Regions from separate parts of the Mus musculus genome. Here regions 2, 3, 4 and 5 are each linked to region 1. A link is a contact called in public HiChIP or PLAC-seq and capture Hi-C data. All regions are on one chromosome and are shown on one strand. Each heading gives the region's core, a stretch centred on a gene start, on an enhancer-like site or on the middle of the called end of the contact. The rest is flanking DNA. Distances are from core to core; before and after follow the strand shown. Region 1 holds the start of Tmco3 (transmembrane and coiled-coil domains 3). Region 2 overlaps Mcf2l (mcf.2 transforming sequence-like). Region 3 overlaps Mcf2l (mcf.2 transforming sequence-like). Region 4 overlaps Mcf2l (mcf.2 transforming sequence-like). Region 5 holds the start of Mcf2l (mcf.2 transforming sequence-like).

Region 1 (3,890 bases), core at 235-2,734:
GATCTGAGTCTCTGCCTCCCATGTGCTGGGATTAAATGTGTCTTCTTCCATCAGCAAAGCCTATTTTAACTCTAAAGTACATTTTAAAAGAGCACCTGTACCCACATGAACATAACAGGTAGCTGCCAAAGATGAAGCACTTCAGTAGCCGGCCAATCCTTGAAACTACTTTGGAAAAAGAAATAGAGAATATAATACAGAAGAGGAATAAGATGCCATGCACCAAAGGAAGATAAGTCAAACAGAGGCAGAGCAAACAGCCTATATGACTTAGAACCAATGAACCATGGCTTCTTGGTGGTGCCCAAAGGGCTGTTCAAATAGCTACTTTATTTGTTCAGGAGGTGCCAACTTAAATCCACAAAGAGAGGAGACACAGAGCCTACTCACTAGCCAGCTGCTTGTTCTTTTTTTAGTTAGGGAAGCCAAGGAGGAGAAAAAGATCTATGAAGAAAGAGGCCCTTTCATCAGTAGCAAACACTTCTCTGGTAAGTAAGCAAATCTACATTGCACCCCAGGAAGATGAGATGGATGCTGACAATAAATAAACGAGAGGTTAAACCCACTGGGCCAGAGTGACCTTCCCTGTCACTTTCAACTTACTTGATTGGTTTTACCACCTAAATTAAGAAATTAATGTGTAAACCATCTTGGTTTGATTGTTGACTCTGCCAACCTCCCTGGCTGTATAAGCTTAAGTCAAGTGTTGCAGGGCACCCACATCCCTTATTGAAAGAGACAATCTTGGGGCGTCTTTCCAGGTTTATCTTTAAGAAGAGGCTGTCTGCGGGCAGCCTCACGGGGCGGGACAGAGAGACTACAAAAAATTACAGGGAAGAACAAAAAAACGGGAGGCTCGGGGAGCTGAACCTCCGAGTTTAGGTGAAGTCTTGGAAACGGTTGTCTTCCCCCATACCCCGAAAGAACTTCTAGGAAAAGACCCTCCACCCCCTGGAAAGTAGACAAAGGCAGTCTCCTAGGAAGGATCCCCTTTGGAAGAGACAAACCAAGAAGGAGCCCCGGGTAGGAGTCGCCAGGATTGAGCAACCCGGATGAGGACCCCGGTGGAGCGCATCTCAGGACAGAAGTCCCGCAGCTGCAGAGCTTACCCCGATGGAGGAGGCCGCTCTCTGGACATGCGACCTCAGCATCACTGTCCCCGATCGAGAGTTCCCCGACGCAGCGAACCTCAGGGCCGCCAAAGAATTGCCCTCATCTCTTTCCTGGCCTCGGGACCAGGACACCGAGGACGGCACCGCCCTCTTCTTACTTCAGGCGCTTCTGACGCGCAGCTGGAAAGTAGGTGCGGCTCCTTTAAGCAGGCTGCCGATGGACAGCTCCGTCGTCCTTCGCGCGGCGCGATGCACGCCGGGAACTGGAGTCCCGGGAGCCGGCCGGCCAGCCAGCTTCCAGAGAGTGCGTAAGCCTAAGAGCCTCAGAACAGCAACAGCCTCCGAGAGAGGTTACGATGTGACCCAAACGCTGTGCCTCGGAGCTGAGGGGCGCCTGTCCACGCTGCACGCGGAGAGCCGAAGACGGAGCGAGCCCCCCCAGTCACCTGAAGGGAGCGTTCGAACACTGCGCCTGCGCAGAGCGCCTGCTGCTAGCCGCCGCGGCAATCGCCTGCGCAGAGGAAGAGCGGCGTGCGCTTGCGCAGAAAATTGAAGTCGCTTCGGCAGCCTTGGGGAGCATGGTAGGTGGCTAGCTTTGCGCTCTGCAGGTGCGGGCCAGAGCCGGGCGCGGAGGTCACCTCTCTGTGGCGGCATTAGGATAACCGAACCGAGAGGCCGGGCGTGCCCGTCGTGGTGTTGAGGGAGGGCGCGGTTGACTTGGAGTAGCATGGTGTGAAGAGGGGTGTGAGGAGCCCAGTTGGATCTCCGGGGAGGGCAGCGGCGCCGGGTCAGCTGGGTGCTGACCGGACCGGAGGGCGGGACGGGGCTGTGCGACGGGTGACAACCTGCCTGCTGGGCGGAGCCGTCCCGCTTCTGAGTGGACAGTGACGCCGATTGGGGCGGAGCTGGCAGAGCTTTGAAGCCGTCAGCCCGGGGAGGTTTGTGGAAGAGGTGGAAGGACGCGATCCCCGGAAGGTGGTGCGCAAGGCTCCGCGGGGTTAGCATGGTTTGCGATCCGCTCAGCTCTCGCCGCGGCGAGGATATCCCCTACTCGCCCGCTCTCTTCCTGAGATCAGGCTGGGAATCCTGGAGGCGGGGAGGGACCGACTGGACGCCCTGGAGGTAGAGGAGGGTTTGCCTAGTAGAGCCGTGCAAAGGCCTGGACCGCGGGAGGACGCCTGACAGTCCCATTCCTTGGGTCTCGGGGTAGCCTTGCTCCGAGAGGATGCAAGCGAATGGGAGCCGAGGAAGACAAGTTTTGTCTCTGTCCTGGGAGAGATGTCGGCTTGGCTTGGTTTGCGTAGAGGAAACAGGGGAACTGAGGACCGAACCCTGGGGAGGGAAGAGGGGATGGAACCAATACCGAGAAGGACGAGGCTGGAAAACTAAAAGGTTTGAACCTAGAAATCAAGAAATAATGGAGAAGAGCTGCAGAAAGACTCCTCTGACCAGCTGCTAGCAGACTTCAGCGGCCAAGCCACTCACCTGCGCTCTTGGACAGGAACGTCACTGGGGAAGGAAATGTTGGGAGGCTCAAGATTTGGGAACACTTGGACTTGATGCCCTCATTTCCAGGCTTGCACATGGCAAAGCACAGTCAATCTGTAGTGGGCCGCAAATCTGTTTGAGCAAATGTTTGTCCTATGAGCCCTTTGAAATTGACCATAAGAGGAGGTATTTTGCTAAGTGTCTGTGGAAGGACATTTTACAGATGCTTTCTAAAATCTTATATGGGAGCACTCTTGTGCCTAGGTTGTGTGTTATTCTTCACAAGATAACATAAAGTGTATGAAACTTTTCGTACCAGCTTCTGTTGTTTGGAAGGTCCACTTGTCCTGTATCTCTTTACTGATTGTCACCTGCTGAAACAATTCTAAACAGCTGCTGTTGTATGTGAGGAACTGTGTTGAGCTCTGTGGGAGACTATGAAAACATAAATCAGTGGCTACGGGCACTTCTAGCAGCAGTCTACTGTAAATTTAGTTTTGAAACATCTGAAATTGATGCAGATAAGTCATTGGAACTGTTAGGCAGAGAATGTCCCCCTAAAAGGTTGTCCCTGAAGGAGTTCTGCTAGTCTCTTCTTGATGGTCTTTTTTCTAAGTGTAATATTTTATTGCAATTTAATTGACCAAAAGCGTAAAGTAAAATCTGCCACTCCAGCCTGAATTGTTGGCTCAGCACCAATTGCTTGTTTTCCAGAGGATCTGAGTTCCATTCCTGACACATACTTTTACTCCCAGCACTTGGAAGTCAGGGTCAGGCAGTAATCTAGATTCAAGGTCATCCTGGTCTATATAGCAAGTTCCAGGCCAGGCAAGCCTATACCAATTCTTGAGGTCAACTGGACTGTCCAGTGTTAGTTGAGGATTTTTTCATTTTGGGGCCAGTGGGATGGCTTTACAGGTAAAGGTAGCTACCGTCAAGTACAATCCAAATGGTGGGTAAAGAGGACCGACAATACAGTTGTTTTCTGATCTCCACACACACACACGTTGGGACACATACACACAAATTACATACGTTTTTTAAAGTCCTATGCATTTTAAACACTAGAATAATGGAAGAGAAAATGCCCCCAATGCTTTGGCTTCCGTGACAAGGGAAGCTCTAATGAAAGTCACTTGCCTGAGCAGACCTTAGCATGGATTTCACACACGGATGGACTTGACGCTCTCTTAATTTGTCTGTAAATGTTTGGTTTATGAGGCATTTTTCATAAGAAAGTTATTACCAATTCCCATTTCTTCCCACTGAACCCCCGTTCTCTTAACTTTT
Region 2 (3,992 bases), core at 1,429-3,928, 290 kb after region 1:
GCCTTCCAGTGACTCCCCAGCCTCATGTGCCAACTCCTACAGTTCTCAGGGTTCTGAGAGACACTGGGGAGATGTACATCAGACAAGACCTGAGGCTCAAACTTCTCTCCAGCACCCATGCCTGTGTCACACGGATGCGGCAGGGCAGAGCCCTATTTGTGTGTGTGTGTGTGTGTGTGTGTGTGTGTGTGTGTGTGTGTATGTGAGAGAGAGAGAGAGAACACACCAGAAGCCTTCTTCAGTTGCTTTCCATATTGTTATTTGAGACAGGGTCTCTCATGGAGCCTAGATCTTGCCACCTCCACTAGAATGTCTGACTGGTATGTACCAGGAATCTGCCTGTGTCTACCTGCACAGTACTGAAATTACAAATATGAGCCACTACACCCAAGCTTTCTACTGGTGATCCCAAGCCACATTTTTGTTCTTGCATGGCAAGCACCATCAACTGCGCCATCTCCCTAGTCCCACATTTATTCACTTTTGAAGGGCCATTGGGCTTACTGAGGACAACCCCTGGCCAGGGTGAAGAGCAGTTGGCTGCAGAGGTGTAGCGCTGGTGCTCGCCACCCTCGCCCTTAGGATTACTTCTTGCTAAAGGACTTTAAACAGAACCAACCAGTACCACCTTGTTCTCACCCTTTACCTAGTCTTGGAGGACTTGATAATTTTTCCAGGGTGATGGTGGCTAGATCTCCTGCTAGGGAGCCTTGGTAACCTACTATGTGCCTTTCCTATACTCCCAATACAACATGCCTGCTCTGCATACAGCCACAGCCTGTGGGGGCGAGCACCAGGTGAAAGCCAGAGGCCAAGAGCCTGGCTGCCTACCACTGGGTTTCTGGATAAAATTTGATGCATCCAGGTACCCTGAGCCTGTCCTGTAGGTGAGAACAGCATCCCTCGAGTCTACAGTGTGATAAGGAGGCAGATAGGGCTCTCAATGTGTCAAAGCAACAGGGAGCACTAGTGGACATTGACAGATGGCACCCTGTCCTGTGTTGTGTTATAAACTTGGAGAACCAGTGAGAAAGACAGGCAGTAGCTTTACTGTGATAGTAAAACATATGCCTGAAGACACAAGGCTAGAACACAGGCACCCTGAGCTACTCTCCTACGGTGCACTGGGGATGTGGGAGGCATTCGAATCTAAGGTGCTCTGCTATTGTTGCTGCTGAACACTTTCCCAACTGTGAAACTGTCTGTTCTTGAACTCCCCCCTCCCCTTCTTTAGCATGGGAGGCTGGCCAGAGGGCTACCTACTTGGGATCTGTTGCAATCGTTTTGGCTGGTAGTCGAGTGTTTTCACAGTGGCTATGTATCTGTGGAAGTCTTGCACCTTGGCCAGAGCACGGGAGGGCAGGCAGGTGTGGGCCTTACCTCTGCACGGTGGCCTGATTGTCCAGCTGGTCCTGGTTCACACTGTGGGCCGCGCTCTCAGCCAGTGGCTCTCTGAGGCTCTCCAGGATGCTGTTCCCCTCCTTCAGTGCTAACTGCAGATCTTCCTGCGGGGGTGGGGGTTGGAGAGAGAGAGAGGGAGAGAGGGAGAGAGAGAGAGAGAGAGAGAGAGAGAGAGAGAGAGAGAGAGAGAGAGAGAGAGAGAGAGAGAGAGAGAGAGAGAGAGAACACAGGGTTTGCACTGCAGCCAGCTGGCTGGGCTCAGGTCTCGACAGTGAGTAGGTGGGGCTAGCATGGGGTGGGAACACTGTGCACTGTGGGTGATCACACAGAGCACTTAAAACTGTCGAGGACACTGTATACTTATATATGATCCTCAAAGAATTAATTTAAAAACAAAAACATACACTAGCAAGGATGGCACCACTGCTGCTTGCTGTGGCAAAGCTAGGGTTCGGGTCACTCGGGGCACGGGGATGAGGTCAAAAGCAACTTTTGGAAACCCGACTTTTGCGCATCTCCTATAGCTGGCCTTTTACAGGCAAAAGCCATTTCGAAGGTGTGAGAGACATGCCTTGCAGAGATGGGGAATTATCTTCAGGACACGACAGCTTACAGCCACCCAGACCCTGCCATGTCAAAGCCATCAGTGATGCAGGATGTCTTGACCCCAGAAAGCCATGGGAGCTTGTAGCACAATGGTATTTTATGCAGCAAATTCAACCACAACTCCATCAGTCACCCGTGAGAGGAACTGGCAGACGCCCTGCCTGGTTACACTGGAGCTGCCCGGCCCCCTACAGGGCACACCCACCAGAGAAGTGCTCTGGTCTTGGCTTTGGACAGACTCTGAAGCCCCCCAGGTTTTCTGGGCTCAAGGGTGCTGTCCATCCACGCACACACATTCTAACAGGGCTTGTCTATGGGGCTTTGACAGGGCTATGGCCAGTTCTCAGTGTCCTATCAAGAGCCCCAGAGACACATTTACTTCTGGCCCTTCCGCGTGGCAACTCATCTGACATCTTGTGTCTAGGATCAAATTGCCCTGCTCTGAACCCCAGCCCCACAAGCCACACTCACCTTCACTTTGGCCTTCTTCTCTGTGTGTGCGCTGAGCACCAGGCTGGTTGACTGGACGTCATTCGGCAGCTCTGTTTCAGCCAGCTCGGTCCCAAAGGCCTGCAGCATCTGGGCTGTCTGCTTCACCATCAGGGCGAAGCTTTCAATTGCCTGGGGAGGAGGGAGAACACGGTCACAGAATCCTGCACAGGGCCGTGGCAGCCTGCAGCTCTGAAAGCTGACACCATGACTGTTCTTGGAAAGGAGAGGGTGGCCCCCAAGCCCTGTAGACACACGGGTGCCAGCAAATACCTTCTGGTGAGTGTCTCAACTTAACGCTCCTTCAGAAATGTACAAGGCAGGCTTTGCAAATATCCCTGTCGCCCGGGGTCATTCTGTACTCAGGGTGTCCACCTCCAGCTCCTTGATAGGAGACTTGTGAGTGTCCAGACCACAACACAGAGCTTGGCAGGGTTTTTTTTCCCTCTAAGCTCAGAGAGAGCCGCACCCAGGGTCATTACTCATGGTCTCTCTTTACAGTGACTAAGGTCTACAGAGACCATCTCCTCATTCTTGGGGAAGGAACTTCATGTGAGCGTGTTTTTAAAAGGCAGTGTTGTCATGTGAAAACTATTCTGCCGGCCTATGAAGTAATGAGAACAGGGCTGCAGAGCACCCAGGCCCACTCACTGTGCGGTGGCACAGCCACCTGGAGTGGCAGTAGTCCAGGGTCCCCCCGAGGTCCTCGGTCAGCTGCGACTTATCAATGTAGCCGTGTAGTTCTGGCACTGAGCTTAGCATCATGACCTGTGAGAGAGGGGAGCAGCATCAGGCACCCTGCCCCGGACGTCACAGTGGCTCTGGCTTCTGACTTGAATGGGGCCAGCTCCGCCCTCTGGTCGACAGGCCCCATGCAAGCCTCTTATTCAAATTGTTCCTTGGTTTCCTCATCTATACGATGGGCACATTCTGACAGATCTCACTGGGAGATGGTGGGGACTCAGTGAGGCCACTGGACATGAGCCACGGGTGGCAGTACTTTCTCTGGCAAGGAGCTCAGTATGCTGAGGGAATAGAGTTTTGCTTCCTAAGAAACCAGTTTATGCTGGTTCCTGATGAGAACGCCACTAACATCATTTTAGGCACTGGTGAGAATCAATTTAGCAGCAGAGCCAGACAGACTCCCCTCTCATTAGATTGACAGTTCCGAAAGGGTCCTACTTTGTGTGGTCGCAGCAGCCAGCCAAGCTCTTCATCTGTAGCTGGCCCTCACCTTTCTCTTGTCCTTTCTGAGGCCATTCTACCATGAGTTTTAGATGAAAATAAAGACTTTGCTTTGTAAGCTGTCAGGCAGATACTACAGAATAAACTTCCAAAGGCTCGGTGCAGATGTTATTTGATACCCTGACATCTATTATTCAACACTGAGTCAGTGTAAAGCGGGGGCTCTCTACTGGGGATGTCTAGAGACAACCTGGTTGTTACAATAGAGAAAATGCTCTGGTGACTTCTGGGCGGAAGTCAGGGTTGCTGGG
Region 3 (4,484 bases), core at 257-2,756, 310 kb after region 1:
ACAGAGGAGCCATGGGGCTCACAGTAAACCTGACTTGACAATGGTTTGACTAATGGCGCCCTCGTGTGGTCAGTATGAAGCTGCACATTCAGGAGGGCACTGGAGGTGGGTCATTAACTACCCTCTGGGCTCCTCCTACCAGGTGCCCAGGCCTCACAGCTGACTGCCCAGAGAGCATAAAGGGACAGTTTGTGAGGGCCCAGTAAGTGCACAAGGGCAGCGCCAGGACAATAAGGCCATATTCCCGAGGTTACCCATCTTCCCTAGGCTGCCTGGTTGGCTCCTGTGGGTTCAGATTTTGTTTGTTTGTTTGTTTGTTTGTTTGTTTTAGCATTGGCTGAGGATGCCTGGAGTCAGCCAGCAGACTCACAGTTTTATTAGACTTTCCTGAAACACATGGGACCTGGTCCTTCTGGGCAGGAACAGGGATGGGGTCACAGAACAGGGTGGGCTCCTCCCACCTGTGCATAGTATTACTTATGCCTGGCTCTGGGCCGGTGTCCCCAGCCCCAAGGCTCCCTGGGGCACAGGTGCATGCTATGCGCTGGTGGAGGGCAGAGGGACTCAAACACTCAATGATCAAAGTACTCCTGGCTCTGGAGGACAGGGAGACTGATGGAACCCACAGGTCAGCAGCAGCCACTGGGCACAACCAGCCCCTCTCTGAACATTGGAGAAGAATCAGAGCCTCTGATGTCAAAAATGGTGTGAATATACCCAACTCACAGCCATCTTGGCTCAGGAGCCTCTGCCCTCACTTTCCCTGGTCTCTCTGTCAAAAGCTCCTGTGAGCTCTGTCAAATCAATCTGTGCTCAGAAAGAACTCATCACACCTCACAAAGAAATTGTTGCATGTGCACATGCGTGTGTGTGTGTGTGTGTGTGTGTGTGTGTGTAGTGGGGGAGTTGCCACTCACTGTCTCCATTGTGGCTTCAGGGCACTTGTTAGTGTCCTCCCTGAGGGCTGCCCAAGGCTGCCAAGATCTTTCTCCTCAGGCACCCCTTCTACTTTGGATTAACAAGTAGTATTCTGACACACTGGCTCCCTCTCAGCCACTGTCAACTCCCTGAATAGCAGCTAATGGCACTGTGTGACAGGGTGGAGGAAGGGCCTGGGGAAGGCCACCAAGAGCCACTATTTGTGCCTCCCCGAGTTACCGCATGGTACAATGGCACAGACTCTAGCAGGGTGATGGCAGCTCTTCTTCCTCTTGAACAAAAGACCAGGACAGTCACTGCCCTTGCCTCTGAACGCCAGGCATGTGCTGGTTACATGACACGTGTCACAGACTGCAGCTGCCCAGTGTGGCAGCCCCTAGCCATGTGTGAGCAGAAACAACTACTTTGTTTTCTTCCATTTTAACTTTAAGCGGCCACACGTGGTCAGTGACTATCACACTGGATGGCAGTTACAGAGGAAGATAACTAATGAGTGATGGAGAGGAAGTGGCCTCTGGTGGGGTTAGGAGAATGCGACTCAGAAGAACAGGGCGGGACCGCATGTGAAGGTCCCTGCAGAGAGTCTTCAAGAGCAGAAGTCGCAGGGACTCCTGGGAGCTTCAGAGGCTTTCAGCGCTCAAAGCACTGGACTTCACAAATGAAACGCTGCTGTGGGAAGCCGAGGTCTCGAGCAGTCTGTGAGAGCCAGGGACGAGATGGCAGGCTTGTCCACGTGAGTGTCCTCTGCAGTCCTCTTGTCCTGATCCAAAGCTGGCCGTGGGGGCTGAGCTCCCCTTGGAAGCCACACACGGTGACCATCCAGGTAAGCATTGTCACAGACAACAGCAGGGACAGCAGGAGGATGTCCTGGATCATTTTTTATCAACTTGACACGCGCTAGACTCCTCTGGGATCAGGAACTCTCAGTTGAGAAAATGCCTCACTGAGACAGGATCAGGCTGCAGGCAAGCCGATGAGGTACTTTCTTAATTAGTGATTGATGAAGGAGGGTCCAGCCCTCCTTGTGGGTGGTCCCATCCCCAGGGCTGATGGTCCTGGGTCCGATAAGAAAGCAGGCTGAGGAAGCCGCAGGAACAAGCCTGTAAGCAGCACCCCTTCACGGCCTCAGCATCAGCTCCCGCCTCTGGGTTCCTGTTCTGGTTTCCTTCAATGACTGCACAGTGCTGTGAAAGGGTGAGCCAAAGCCCTTTCCTCCCCAAGTTGCTTTTGGTCATGTTCTTTCATGATAGATAGCAAAAGTCACCCCAAGTCAGACAGAGGAGCAGACTCTGGGTACATGAGACTCAAGGAGACTGTCACCAACAGGGACGAAACATGAAGGCATTGATTACTATTAATCAAGTAACTGCCCTTCATGGCAGCAGGGCCCCAACCAAGAAAGCATGGGCCCCCAAGTCCGCCTGCTGACAGGCAGGTACACTTGGCCCATCTACACTGCGGAGAAAGCAGTAAACAAGGCCAATGTGAAGGACACCCCTAAAGCGCGGCTGGGCGAAAGGCGAGCTGAGACTCAGGGTCACACTGCCCACCACACGTGGGATCTTGAGGTTAACCAACCCTCATCTGTGGTTCCCGGTGAGGAGGAAGCAGAGGCAGAGATTGGGCATTTAACACCAGCGTGGCAGTGGCTTAGCACACGCATGGTTGCACACACGCCCTCTCTCCCAGAACACTCACACTCCATGGAAACTTCCATCTGAATGCATGGCACATCTGGCTGCTTTGGGGACTGTGTGAATGGCCAGTCAAATAGGGAGAGTCAAACAGGTATTCTAGAAGACAGCATCTACGCTCTCTGAGTTCTGCCTCTGTATCCCACTTCCAATGGTCCTCACAAGCCACGAGTCATCTCAGTGAGCATGTGCCTCTGCATACGTGTGTGTGTGTGTGTGTGTGTGTGTGTGTGTGTGTGTGTGTGTGTCTGTGTCTGTGTGTCTGTGTGTCTGTGTGTCTGTGTGCGTGCATCTGTCTTGTTCATTTTGCCTGCACATTTCAGTGCTAGTGTGTGGTGTGTGCATCTGTACATGTGTGAGCCATGCAGGCACCTCTTAGGTAGGAGCAGGAGTCCCTGTTAGCCTGTGTGAATGGGAAGAGCTTTGTAAATGCAGAGTCAATGTGCTGCACGGGAGGATGGCCTGGGATCTTATGGCTACTCCCAGTCCTCCAACTGAACAGGGCCTCCAGCTGATTTATTTATGATCTGCTGAGGAGCAAATCTGTCTGCACTTTGCTTTGAATTAATGCTGGACCAGTGTGTATTAGCAACGTAATCTAGGTCATGTGGGGAGGATGTATAGCAAGCAGCTTGGGGGCCTGCTGACAGGGCAAGGGAAGGCTGCCTCTCTGTGGTCAGTGGTCAGCATGCTCAAAAGCACAGGCACCTGGGACCTCCACTAGCCCTTTCCCACCCAGGTCCTGTGTACCCTTGCCACAGGATACTGGCTCCACAGAAGTACCTAAAAACCATGGCTGCAGAACTCCAAGGAGCCAGTGGCAGCTATAGCGGAGAACCCACGCTGTGGCCACCAGAGATGGGTCTTTTTTCTGATCCAACTGTTTTCAGGGATGGGGGGTCTGGTATGAATTTCTCCTTCTCTTCAATATTCATTTATTCTCCCCTGCCCCAGGGGTTTCCTGTGTAAACCGGCAGATCTCAAACTTGTGGTCCTCCTGCCTCAGCCTCCTGAGTGCTGAGTTGGCAGTAGGAACTGCGCCTGGCTCCCTTGAGTGTTCTTAAAACTCACAACTTAACCTGATTTGCTTTGCTTCCTCGTGTGGTAGAATGTGTACATGCATAAACATGTAAATGCAAGCATGTAAACATGGATGTGAATATGTATGTAATGTGTATATGGGATGAGCACACATGCATGAACAGGTGTGTACAAGAATGCATATGTAAAACACGTTGGAAACACACAGGGATGTGCTCGCATGTGAGAGTGTGCATGTGTGGAGCACAGATGTGAACCCACACATAGATGTGAGCACGTATGAGTTCATTTGTGAGTATGAGCATGGATACATGCATAAGTGCACGGGTTAAGTGTGCGTGTTAGCCTGTATGTGTGTACATGTGTGACTGTGAGAATACATGAGTGTGTGTGTGCATGTACACACGCACATGGGTGAGCGTGCATGTCTGAAGGAGGCCTTTGGTGGGCTTACTAGGACGTGGAGGTGTCTAGGGTAGTGTGGAGCTTACCTTGGCTAGTACGGGGTGGGTGAGGCTGGCTCCAGAACTACGAGAGGGGCCTGTGGGTGAGCGCAGAATGACTGACACTCGGAGGTGCCCTGCAGGCTCCGCAGCATCTCCCATGGAGATTTGCTAGCACTAGCTCAGCCTTGAGAAAGAAATGAACCGTGGCGGTAAGGATGAAGAGTCTGCTGTCTGCTCCATCTTCTTCTCCGTTGGGCCAGCAGCACACCCTCTCACTTAGGGTTTCTACTACTGGCACGCTTCCCATCTCTGTCAGTCAACTGCCTCTGTGGTCTTCTGGGTAAGCTAACTGGTGGTTATCTCT
Region 4 (4,193 bases), core at 1,614-4,113, 330 kb after region 1:
GCCCAAGCATTCACACCCTGGAGTGTGGGTGTCACTACGCACGGTGGTTTCCAAGCTTGCAACCACTCCTTAAAGGAACACAGTTCCCAGGAAGTTTGCTGGGCTCTCTGCTTAGTTCTCATAGGAGACATTGTTCATTCTCAAGTGGACCGCACAGCTGGATGGAGCCAGCAGCTATGACCAGCAACGGCCTTGCTACATGAGCGTTTGCAGCACCTGACCTCTGCTGCCAGCTCTCCACTGTGACATCTCTAGGGTCAGGTTCATAGAGTGTCACCTCTGCCTGTCCCACAGAACTCTTTGCCATGCTCAGGGAAGATAAACATCCCATGCAGAACCATCCCACACCAGTCCCATCCCATGGCAGTCATAACTGGAGAGGCCTCAGAAGCCTGAGAAGTCTTTGGGTGACAACATTTCCCATCCCAAACTCTCTGGCCTCAGAATTGGGGTACCTAAAAGCTACCTAAAGTGTCACAGTGTTGGGGGCCAGTGCTGTTCAGGACAGCCCTCACCGGCAGGAAGCAGACAGCTCCCCTAGCTACCACTACCTACCCACCCAAGTATAGAGCCACCCCTTTCTCATCTACCAGGATCTCTCATCCACCAGTGTTTACTGAAGTCTGCAGAGGCTCATTCCCACAGTGAGAAACACAAGAGAACTGTGGGGAGGTCGGAGCTGCAGGGTCCCGAGCAATTAAATTACACTTCATTTGGCTCACAGAGGAAACTGTTCATTGAAGTAGCAACAGCAGCGAGTGCTTTCTTGTTACTAATGAATTTAATCATTAGGGCCACTTAGGAGGAGGCAAGCCTATGCCTTGAACGAGTAAGACAGCTTGCCTGAAGTCACATGGTGATGCCCATGTGACTGCAGGGTCAATGTCAACAAAGGATAGACAGAGAAGCTGGCTGGCTCGAGGCTTCGAGGTGAAGACCCAACTGCAGGGTTTAGAAGTAAAAGCTAAAGGTGTCAGTTTCTGGTGCAGAGAGGGCTGGACAAGAGGCCCTTGGAGCGAAGCAGCATCTTGGTGCCTCTCCATGACCCGTTCAGGGGCAACATCCACAGTTTAGCTACCCGAACAGCTGATTCTCCCATGAACCCTTTGTCTTTGAGTCAACAGATGGAGAAATAGCTTTACAATCTGCAAAGGAAGTATGTGGCTATTCTGTGAGGTTTGTATCTTTGATCAGCTCTTTACCTCAGGCAGAAAGGCAGATGTCTAATAACCAGGGCAGCTGTCTCCAAGCTGTGAACTGCAGCTGCAAAGACAGACGGGGATGGGGTGCAGGGATAGGGTAGAGGGTATGGGCGGAGGGCATGGCACGTGGGGCCTAGGATACAGGATGTGGGGGATGGGGCATGGGGGCTGGAGTGTGAGGCTTCACTTGAGGCCATGGCTGAGGAAACCAGGAAGGGCAGACAGGTGGGATGTGTCCGCAGAGGAGTCCAGTCTTTCAGCCCAACACAGTCTGCACGTTGTTCTCATACAAAGCACAGTGAAAAGCTTGTTTGTGCCTAACATCCTCAGGAATCACGTTATCGTGAGGTTGCATTCTGGGCCAAGCCTCACTTTGGGACCCTGATTTCCTGACACTGACTGCGAGGCTGGCTGCTGACCTGACCAAGAGGAGCCAAGCGTTCTGGTATGGGCTCTGGGTTTGGCCAGCAGGTGCTAAGTGACCTTGGTAGATTGCTTGACTCTGAGAGGCAATCTCTAAAATGTCAGGACAAGCAAGGTCTCTCCCTTCAGAGTGACCTGCACATCTGGTGGATGGTGGACATTTAACCATTACTGATAGGAACACCTGCTTCTGCCCTGGTCCATGTCCAGGACCACCCAGCTCTCCAGGCCCCTTGGAGCACTGCCTACTCTGCTGGTCTCTCCCAGGTGGTTTCTGGGTCTGCATCTATATCCTTGGGAGGATGACACCCACAGTGCTGCTCATGCCTGTAGCTCAGGGCGACTCAAGTTTACAGACAGATGGGAGCACGGTTAGAGCTGCCACAAAGAGAGGATGTGCCTTGGTCACATACGCCCCAGGTTTACTGTGGCACACATATTTGTCCTGGCTAATTTTATGTCAACCTCACACAAGCTAGGGTCATTTTGGAGGATGATTCTAGCCTGTAGGTGTGGCCACCCTGGCCTGGTGGGTCTGAGCTCTATAAAAAAGCAGGCTGAGCAAGCCATGAGCAGAAAGCCAGTTAACAGCACTCTTCCGTGGCCTCTGCATCAGCTCCTGCCTCCAGGATCCTGCCTGCCCTGGTGATGGTCTAAGAAGGGGGAAGTGGAATAAACCCTTTCCTCCTTGAGTTGCTTCATCACAGCAACAAAAACCCTAACTGAGACAATGCCAAAGAGTGACTTAGGCAGAAATGGAAGAGTGGCGTCAGTTGAGGGGTGTGAAGATCAGAAAGACCGTTCTGATAATTTTAACAGCTTTCTCAATATTTTGCTTAAACGGTCTTTGAATACAGGAAGTATTGTTGGATAGACTTGCCCTGGGGGCCACACAACTGTACTGCACATGCAGGATGGGCCTCTGTCTCCCAAAGGTCTCGGTCCCCTTCAGTCTCTGTAGGTCCTTCTATAACCAGTGATTCACAGATGGGCCCTGGGCTGGGAATGACCAGAGGGAGCCTGGTGCTGAGAGCCAGGGAGGGAGAGGCTGGGTCCTGAAACTGGACGCTGCCACTCCCATGTGCCTGAGCCCACGCCAGCTGCTGCTCTTTCAAGTTGACACCAAGCCTCAAACGCTGCACTTGTTGAATGCCCTGTGACAGTTGTGATGGCTGTCACACTGCCGCTTCTGTCATGCCTGGGCGAGGCTAAGAGGAGCCCCCACATTCCCTTGACCCTTCAAGGAAATGATGGTTCCCCTTTCTGTGTGCAGCAAGCCACTCAGTGGATCACATTCACAGCCCTGGGGATGGGGTTTCTGTCCTGGCCCCTAAGCTCACGCATAGTTTGGCTTGAAGTCACTTTCCAGCTGGTCCCTGTAGATCCTGACCCCACTTTACCTCCCAACCCCTCCCCCATGGCACACGTGTCCCCAGTGCTGACCCCCATCCTTACAGCCACCACCCAACTATAGGGCAAGACTGTGGGCAGGGCTCAACTTACGGCCATCTGTCATCTCTCCAGTGCCCATGGTACCGTGGCTACTGACCCCTTTTAATGGGTGCTGGGGGCTGGACTTGAGGCTTGGGCTATGTTTACCTATTTGAACTTTAGCCTACGTGAATCAGATAACACAGTTCCTACAGAGCCTGATGGCCAAGTGCCGATTCTATAGACTGCCCCTGGGACTCATTCTCCAACAACCTTGGCCTCATAGCATTGTCTGCTTCTATGACACAGAAGAAAAGCCAGGAGATAGAACAACAGGCTGAAGTCTGATTTTGGAAACAAGTGATAGCCCACGGGAAATCAAGGCTGGGTTTGAAGAGAGAAGCTGCAGGCACTCAGTCCAGACCCAGTGATCCTGAGTCAGGGAAGGGCATTCTGCAAAGATGGAGGTGCACTGCCCCTGTGATACAGGCCCGGAGTCACACAACCAGCTGCGGTTGCACAGAGTGGTGGGAGTTTCCTTCACAATGCATTGGCTGTGTCCGCATCTGGAGGTGGGGTCAGTGACTCTGACCTCACTGAGAGACCAACACCCCTGCTGAAGTGGGGAAGTTATACCCGGAGCTCACCTTCAGAAGCCACAAGACAGACAGACAGACCTAGGGCCAAGGAAGGTCCTGGAAAGTTGGTCACCATGGCTGGCCCTCCCAGCCTGCCCATGTTCATGTGTGGCTCCTGGGCTGTGACCTGCAGGCCCTGGGAAGATGCAGACTGATACTTGGGTTGTTAAGGCACTGTGGCACCCTCCAAGCCACCAGGCAGTCACACAACCAGAGCAGGCCTTTTCCTGAAATGCTCCACAGACCTCTCCACAGCAGGAGAGTGGCCTGGAAGTCTGTTCAACGTCAACCTCCTGATGGCACATGACCACCTCAAATTACCCAGAAGGCATAGTAGGTGCTACCCCCAAGGCATGGTGCTCCATGCAGCCTTATGCAGTAGCCATTCACTAGGTAGAGTGGAGTTGAACAGCACCGTTTGTGAGAGGCTCGTGGAGAGCCCTGGGCTTGGCACATGCCCTTTGAGGAGGAGGAGGTTACCTCCAAGCTCTGGAAGACA
Region 5 (3,848 bases), core at 143-2,642, 370 kb after region 1:
CTTTTTACAACTTAAGACACACATGTTGTGTCCTTCAGAGCCCAGGAGGAAACCTCAGGATCTGAAACTCAGGATGATGTCACTGCTGGAGCAATTCCCACTCTTGTGATCCCCCACGCCAGCCAAGCACAGGTGGGAAGGGCAGCAAGTCCCACTTCTTCCTCAGGGCCCCCCTGGGCAGGCAAACAGCTCCCTGGAGCTCCACACTCATTCAGATCTTGTCCAAGCAACACCCAGAAAATTGGGCCACATCTCTAAGAGGAAGGGGACAGAAGGCATAAACGTCTGTCTTCTCTTTTCACCCATTTATAATAAGCAGCCATTTCACTTGCAAAGCCAGCGTTATAAACTGACCGTCTGTCTACACAAGTGCAGGGAGACCACCGCACTTGATGCTTATGCTGATTTAGTTATTTAATACAGGGAGGGTGCCACACCCAGCCCAGACAACGAATGAAATTTTAATCCCCCAGGAAAGTATTACTTAGAAAACTAGATAACGCCACGTATCACATAACACACGACAAAAACCAACCTACTTTTAATAGCACACCACTATTTCCTCCCCATGCCAGACACAACTAGTCAGTGGTACCTGCTTCTTCTGCAGCGTGCCAGGAACCCTCGGCACAACGGATGGAGGCCGACGGCAAGATGCATCCTGCCAGCTCCGAGGGGCTGAAATCTACAGGAGGCTGTAGCTTGTCCCTCACGGCTTATTTTAAGTAATCAGACAATTAATCCTGAAAATGAATGTCTAATTGCACTGCTCGCCCTCTTCTTAACCTATATTATTTTCAAATATTGGCTTTACGGCTTTAAGTGCATAGTGAGGATTTTACCTCCCATCCCATCCCAGTGTCTGCAGGGCCTGGGCTTGGACCCTGGACCATTCTGGGCTCATAATTCCATGGCCACTGCAGCAAATGAGGTGATGCTCCCAAGCAGACTTGCAGACTCCCCCCACGGGCAAATGGCTCCACTTACAAACCCTCATCTCCTAGAAAGCCAGCGCTGCTGATCTGTAATTCTCAAACTGTGTCAAGCAGAATAAAATCACACTGTCAATCCACAAAGCCTAGAAGATGATACCAAAAAAAAAATGCCCATCACGCCTGCCTTTGCTGTTATCAGTGCTAGGGAATAGTGAATGAAGGTGGTTATACAGCCATTAGATGCAATTCTCTACAATTCAACAAATGATGTCAAGCTTAAGAATATATAATCAAGGCCAGCGGCTCCTCCTACCAGTGTTCTTGGAAACCGCGTTTAATCTCTGCACCATTTCTTCTAGGGCCATCTCTTCATTTCTCAGCCAAAACCTCATCCTCCGATTCAACAAAACCGATCCCCAGAAGATCGTCCTCCGCTGCACCAGAGGTGCTGTCGGGTGGGGCTAAGCCGTGGGGAGGGGGCGCGGCTGGAGCGGGGAGGGGGTTGTGGCGCTTTCCTTGGCTTCCCAGGATTGGTCTCCGCGCCACAGGGAGGGGGGCGCGCTTTGCGTTGATGGGGGGCGGGGGGCGCTAGGCGGAAGCGGAAGCACTGAGCCTGCCGGGCGTGTCACCACCGCACCTGGAGTCATGCGTGTGCACCACCTGAGCACCTGGGAGGCTAGTTTGCATCAAGGGGGCATCAGAAAGCCCACTACGCAGGCGCACAGGTCTGCCCTTGCCCTTCCCCCTCTTCCTAGGGTTTCTGTCCTCCGGGATTGGAAGTAGCTGCTGCAGGGACGCGATCCCAAACCACCCAAAGAACATCCAGCCTGAGCCCAATGCTCCCTTTACTTCCTGCCCCAGGCCCCCTTTACCTCCCGCCGCTGCAGGGCAGGTGCAGAGTCCACAGCAGCCTAGAGCGCGCTCTCCACGAGGTCTCATGCCCAGGTAAGAGGGAGACGGTGGGTAGCTGGGTCAAGACTTGACTCTCCCAGCAAGGGCGGTGCCAGACCTAAGACACAGGTCTACGAGAAGGAAGCTCAGCTGTAGGCCCAGGGCTCCCTAACCTCGCCATGTTTGGCAGAGGGCCACGCTCTGCATCTGACACCACCGGCTTCACACAGATTCCGGGTCGCTGGTGCACAGAGTACTACTGCAATGCACAGGGTGGCGAACACCAGCCTCTCCAGCTGCTGGCCATCTTTTTATTGTTTGGTCAGACGGGTCGCATCCTGCCAACAGGATAAATGCCCTGGCACTGTGGTTTTCAGTAACACGTGGGAAACCCAGGACCACAGACTCCAATAACGAGAGTCTATCAAACCCCAGGACCACAGACTCCAGTAACATGAATTGTATCAGCACCATGGTGTGCAACAACGCAATGTGCACCAACATGTATATATCTCAGCACTATGGTGACCAGAAACATGTGTGTACCAACATGGTGTACATGCAGTAACATACATGTGCACCAAGACCAGTATCCAAGAATACATGCATTGGCACCACAATGGCCAACATATGTGCTCCAACGCCATGATTCCCTAAACTGCACCATCACCACAGGGCCCAACATGTATGCGTCGGTAGCTGCACAGACACACCTGTATGTACCGTAAGACCACAGCTTCCAACAACATCCACCCGCACTGAACAATCCAACTACAGACATGTGTGTACCAGGATGCCGTTGCAACAGTGTCTATGTTGGGTTCAGCACTGAACTAAAGGTCAAGACACAAAATGTCAGATGTCCCAGGATTTGTCCTCAGAACTCCTGGCCTGGAAGGTAAAGATCTATAAGATAATTGCCGTGCTAAAGTCCCCAAATCAATGTGTAATAACCACATATAGATATAATGATAAGATAGTAGAAATTGGCCGGGCAGTGGTGACACATGCCTGTAAACCCAGCACTTGGGAGGCAGAGGCAGGCGGATTTCTGAGTTCGAGGCCAGCCTGGTCTACAGAGTGAGTTCCAGGACAGCCAGGGCTACACAGAGAAACCCTGTCTCGGGGAAAAAAAAGATAGTAGAAATTACTGCTTTTCTGAAAGCTCAGCCCCTCAAGCAGCAGCAGTGGCTTTGCAGCAAGTCTCCACATGGACAAGTGAACCCTAGGCAGGCGATGCACTGTGCCTGTGGTCCTAAGAGTCCGGTCAGTTGACACTTGGAGCTGTGTGACATCTGAAGACTGAGACTGGGGGAGTCACACTCGTGCCCCCCAGCTCCAGAACCTTCGCTGCTCACCCCTCGCCCATGCCAAGCTGCTGCCTCCAGCCTCAGAGAAGGAAGGCTGTCATCAGGGCAAGTGCTGAGACGTAGGCCCTGCCTCTCCACAGGTTTCTTTCCTCACCTTCCATCTGCCGCACAGAGACAGGCCTATGTCTTTCTAGCAAGCCCTCGAGCAGCCTAGGCTTCCTTGGGGCAAACGCCTGAGGTGTCATGGCCCGTGAGTGGGTCTGGCTTGTTATGTGCACTCCCGTAGAGGTCCATCGGGTCCACGCTGTGACAAACACTGCTGATGTCATTCCATCTTCAAAGCCAGAACCAAGGGAAAAGGTGACAGTGTCTGCCTCCCTGTCCTTTCGACAGAGCATCCTGGAGCGCCTCAATGTTCTAAGCACCTTCTTGGAAGCACACATGGTAAGGGCAGACTCCATTCTCCTGGTGACTGAGATGCAGCACTGCCATCTCCTTGTCTCACACTAAGGAATCTGCACGTAGGGAACAGATGGGACAGGGATGTAGAAGACAAAGCAGCAGCTCCTTGCTTGGAGCCACAGGGTGCCAGAAGCACGGGGCCTGATGACACCACCTCACTCTGGCTGCAGGTGCAGACTTGAGCCGTCTTCCTCAGAGTCTTCAAGCTTTCTTTTGAGTCACCTTGGGTAATGGTCAACATGGATTATGA

What was found. HiChIP or PLAC-seq counts read pairs in DNA pulled down with a chosen protein or histone mark. Capture Hi-C pulls out chosen DNA fragments and counts their contacts.
Region 2: an H3K4me3 HiChIP or PLAC-seq map of embryonic limb bud shows a contact between it and region 1, with 3 times the contacts expected there. The contact joins the enhancer-like site here to the promoter of Tmco3 in region 1. A contact is called at or near these places in 8 of 39 promoter capture datasets (the 3T3-L1 cell line, embryonic stem cells, hippocampal neurons and 4 more), 1 of 15 datasets of contacts at CTCF or cohesin (pro-B cells), 2 of 484 Hi-C or Micro-C datasets (the N1E-115 cell line and embryonic stem cells), 14 of 115 datasets of contacts at active chromatin or transcription factors (the 230-238 cell line, bone marrow-derived macrophages, embryonic limb bud and 7 more) and 2 of 9 other capture datasets (embryonic stem cells and pancreatic islet).
Region 3: a contact with region 1 is called in an H3K4me3 HiChIP or PLAC-seq map of the SCID.adh cell line, with 13 read pairs. The contact joins the enhancer-like site here to the promoter of Tmco3 in region 1. A contact is called at or near these places in 11 of 39 promoter capture datasets (the 3T3-L1 cell line, HPC-7-derived erythroid cells, cranial neural crest and 6 more), 1 of 15 datasets of contacts at CTCF or cohesin (pro-B cells), 9 of 484 Hi-C or Micro-C datasets (the G1E-ER4 cell line, the HL-1 cell line, the MNK3 cell line and 4 more), 19 of 115 datasets of contacts at active chromatin or transcription factors (the 230-238 cell line, the SCID.adh cell line, T-cell acute lymphoblastic leukemia and 10 more) and 3 of 9 other capture datasets (adipose tissue, macrophages and pancreatic islet).
Region 4: a contact with region 1 is called in an H3K4me3 HiChIP or PLAC-seq map of bone marrow-derived macrophages, with 3 times the contacts expected there. The contact joins the enhancer-like site here to the promoter of Tmco3 in region 1. A contact is called at or near these places in 3 of 39 promoter capture datasets (HPC-7-derived erythroid cells, cranial neural crest and liver), 3 of 115 datasets of contacts at active chromatin or transcription factors (acute myeloid leukemia, bone marrow-derived macrophages and embryonic stem cells) and 1 of 9 other capture datasets (adipose tissue).
Region 5: a capture Hi-C map of macrophages shows a contact between it and region 1, with 5 times the contacts expected there. The contact joins the promoter of Mcf2l here to the promoter of Tmco3 in region 1. A contact is called at or near these places in 2 of 39 promoter capture datasets (the SN4741 cell line and embryonic stem cells), 2 of 484 Hi-C or Micro-C datasets (both in embryonic stem cells), 5 of 115 datasets of contacts at active chromatin or transcription factors (embryonic stem cells and pancreatic cancer cells) and 2 of 9 other capture datasets (liver and macrophages).

Annotation. Positions count from the first base shown.
Region 1 is chr8:13,285,607-13,289,496 of GRCm38.p6, reverse strand. Tmco3 (transmembrane and coiled-coil domains 3) reads right to left here and starts at 1,484. Exons shown (of 13, transcript NM_172282.2): 1 at 1,110-1,484. Dcun1d2 (DCN1, defective in cullin neddylation 1, domain containing 2 (S. cerevisiae)) reads left to right here and starts at 1,371. Exons shown (of 7, transcript NM_001024504.2): 1 at 1,371-1,693. The coding sequence starts at 1,691.
Region 2 is chr8:12,995,882-12,999,873 of GRCm38.p6, reverse strand. Mcf2l (mcf.2 transforming sequence-like) reads right to left here. Exons shown (of 31, transcript NM_178076.4): 6 at 3,148-3,264; 7 at 2,479-2,628; 8 at 1,381-1,505. Among named protein-coding and RNA genes, the nearest start is that of F7, 28 kb to the left of the region's middle. Within about 2 kb of position 2,678, at least 77 of the 459 cell types and tissues checked have an H3K27ac peak or open chromatin away from gene starts, as enhancers often do. A contact at or near this core is called in embryonic limb bud, where this site is marked.
Region 3 is chr8:12,974,508-12,978,991 of GRCm38.p6, reverse strand. All of the region lies in intron 3 of Mcf2l (mcf.2 transforming sequence-like), which reads right to left. Among named protein-coding and RNA genes, the nearest start is that of Gm38671, 29 kb to the right of the region's middle. Within about 2 kb of position 1,506, at least 24 of the 459 cell types and tissues checked have an H3K27ac peak or open chromatin away from gene starts, as enhancers often do. A contact at or near this core is called in the HL-1 cell line, the MNK3 cell line, the SCID.adh cell line and 1 more, where this site is marked.
Region 4 is chr8:12,954,226-12,958,418 of GRCm38.p6, reverse strand. The region is part of intron 1 of Mcf2l (mcf.2 transforming sequence-like); the gene reads right to left. Among named protein-coding and RNA genes, the nearest start is that of Gm38671, 8.4 kb to the right of the region's middle. Within about 2 kb of position 2,863, at least 22 of the 459 cell types and tissues checked have an H3K27ac peak or open chromatin away from gene starts, as enhancers often do. A contact at or near this core is called in acute myeloid leukemia and bone marrow-derived macrophages, where this site is marked.
Region 5 is chr8:12,913,455-12,917,302 of GRCm38.p6, reverse strand. Mcf2l (mcf.2 transforming sequence-like) reads right to left here and starts at 1,392. Exons shown (of 31, transcript NM_178076.4): 1 at 1,249-1,392. The coding sequence starts at 1,327. It overlaps Gm15351 (a long non-coding RNA gene), which reads left to right and starts at 2,079. Exons shown (of 2, transcript XR_870153.3): 1 at 2,079-2,724; 2 at 3,277-3,848.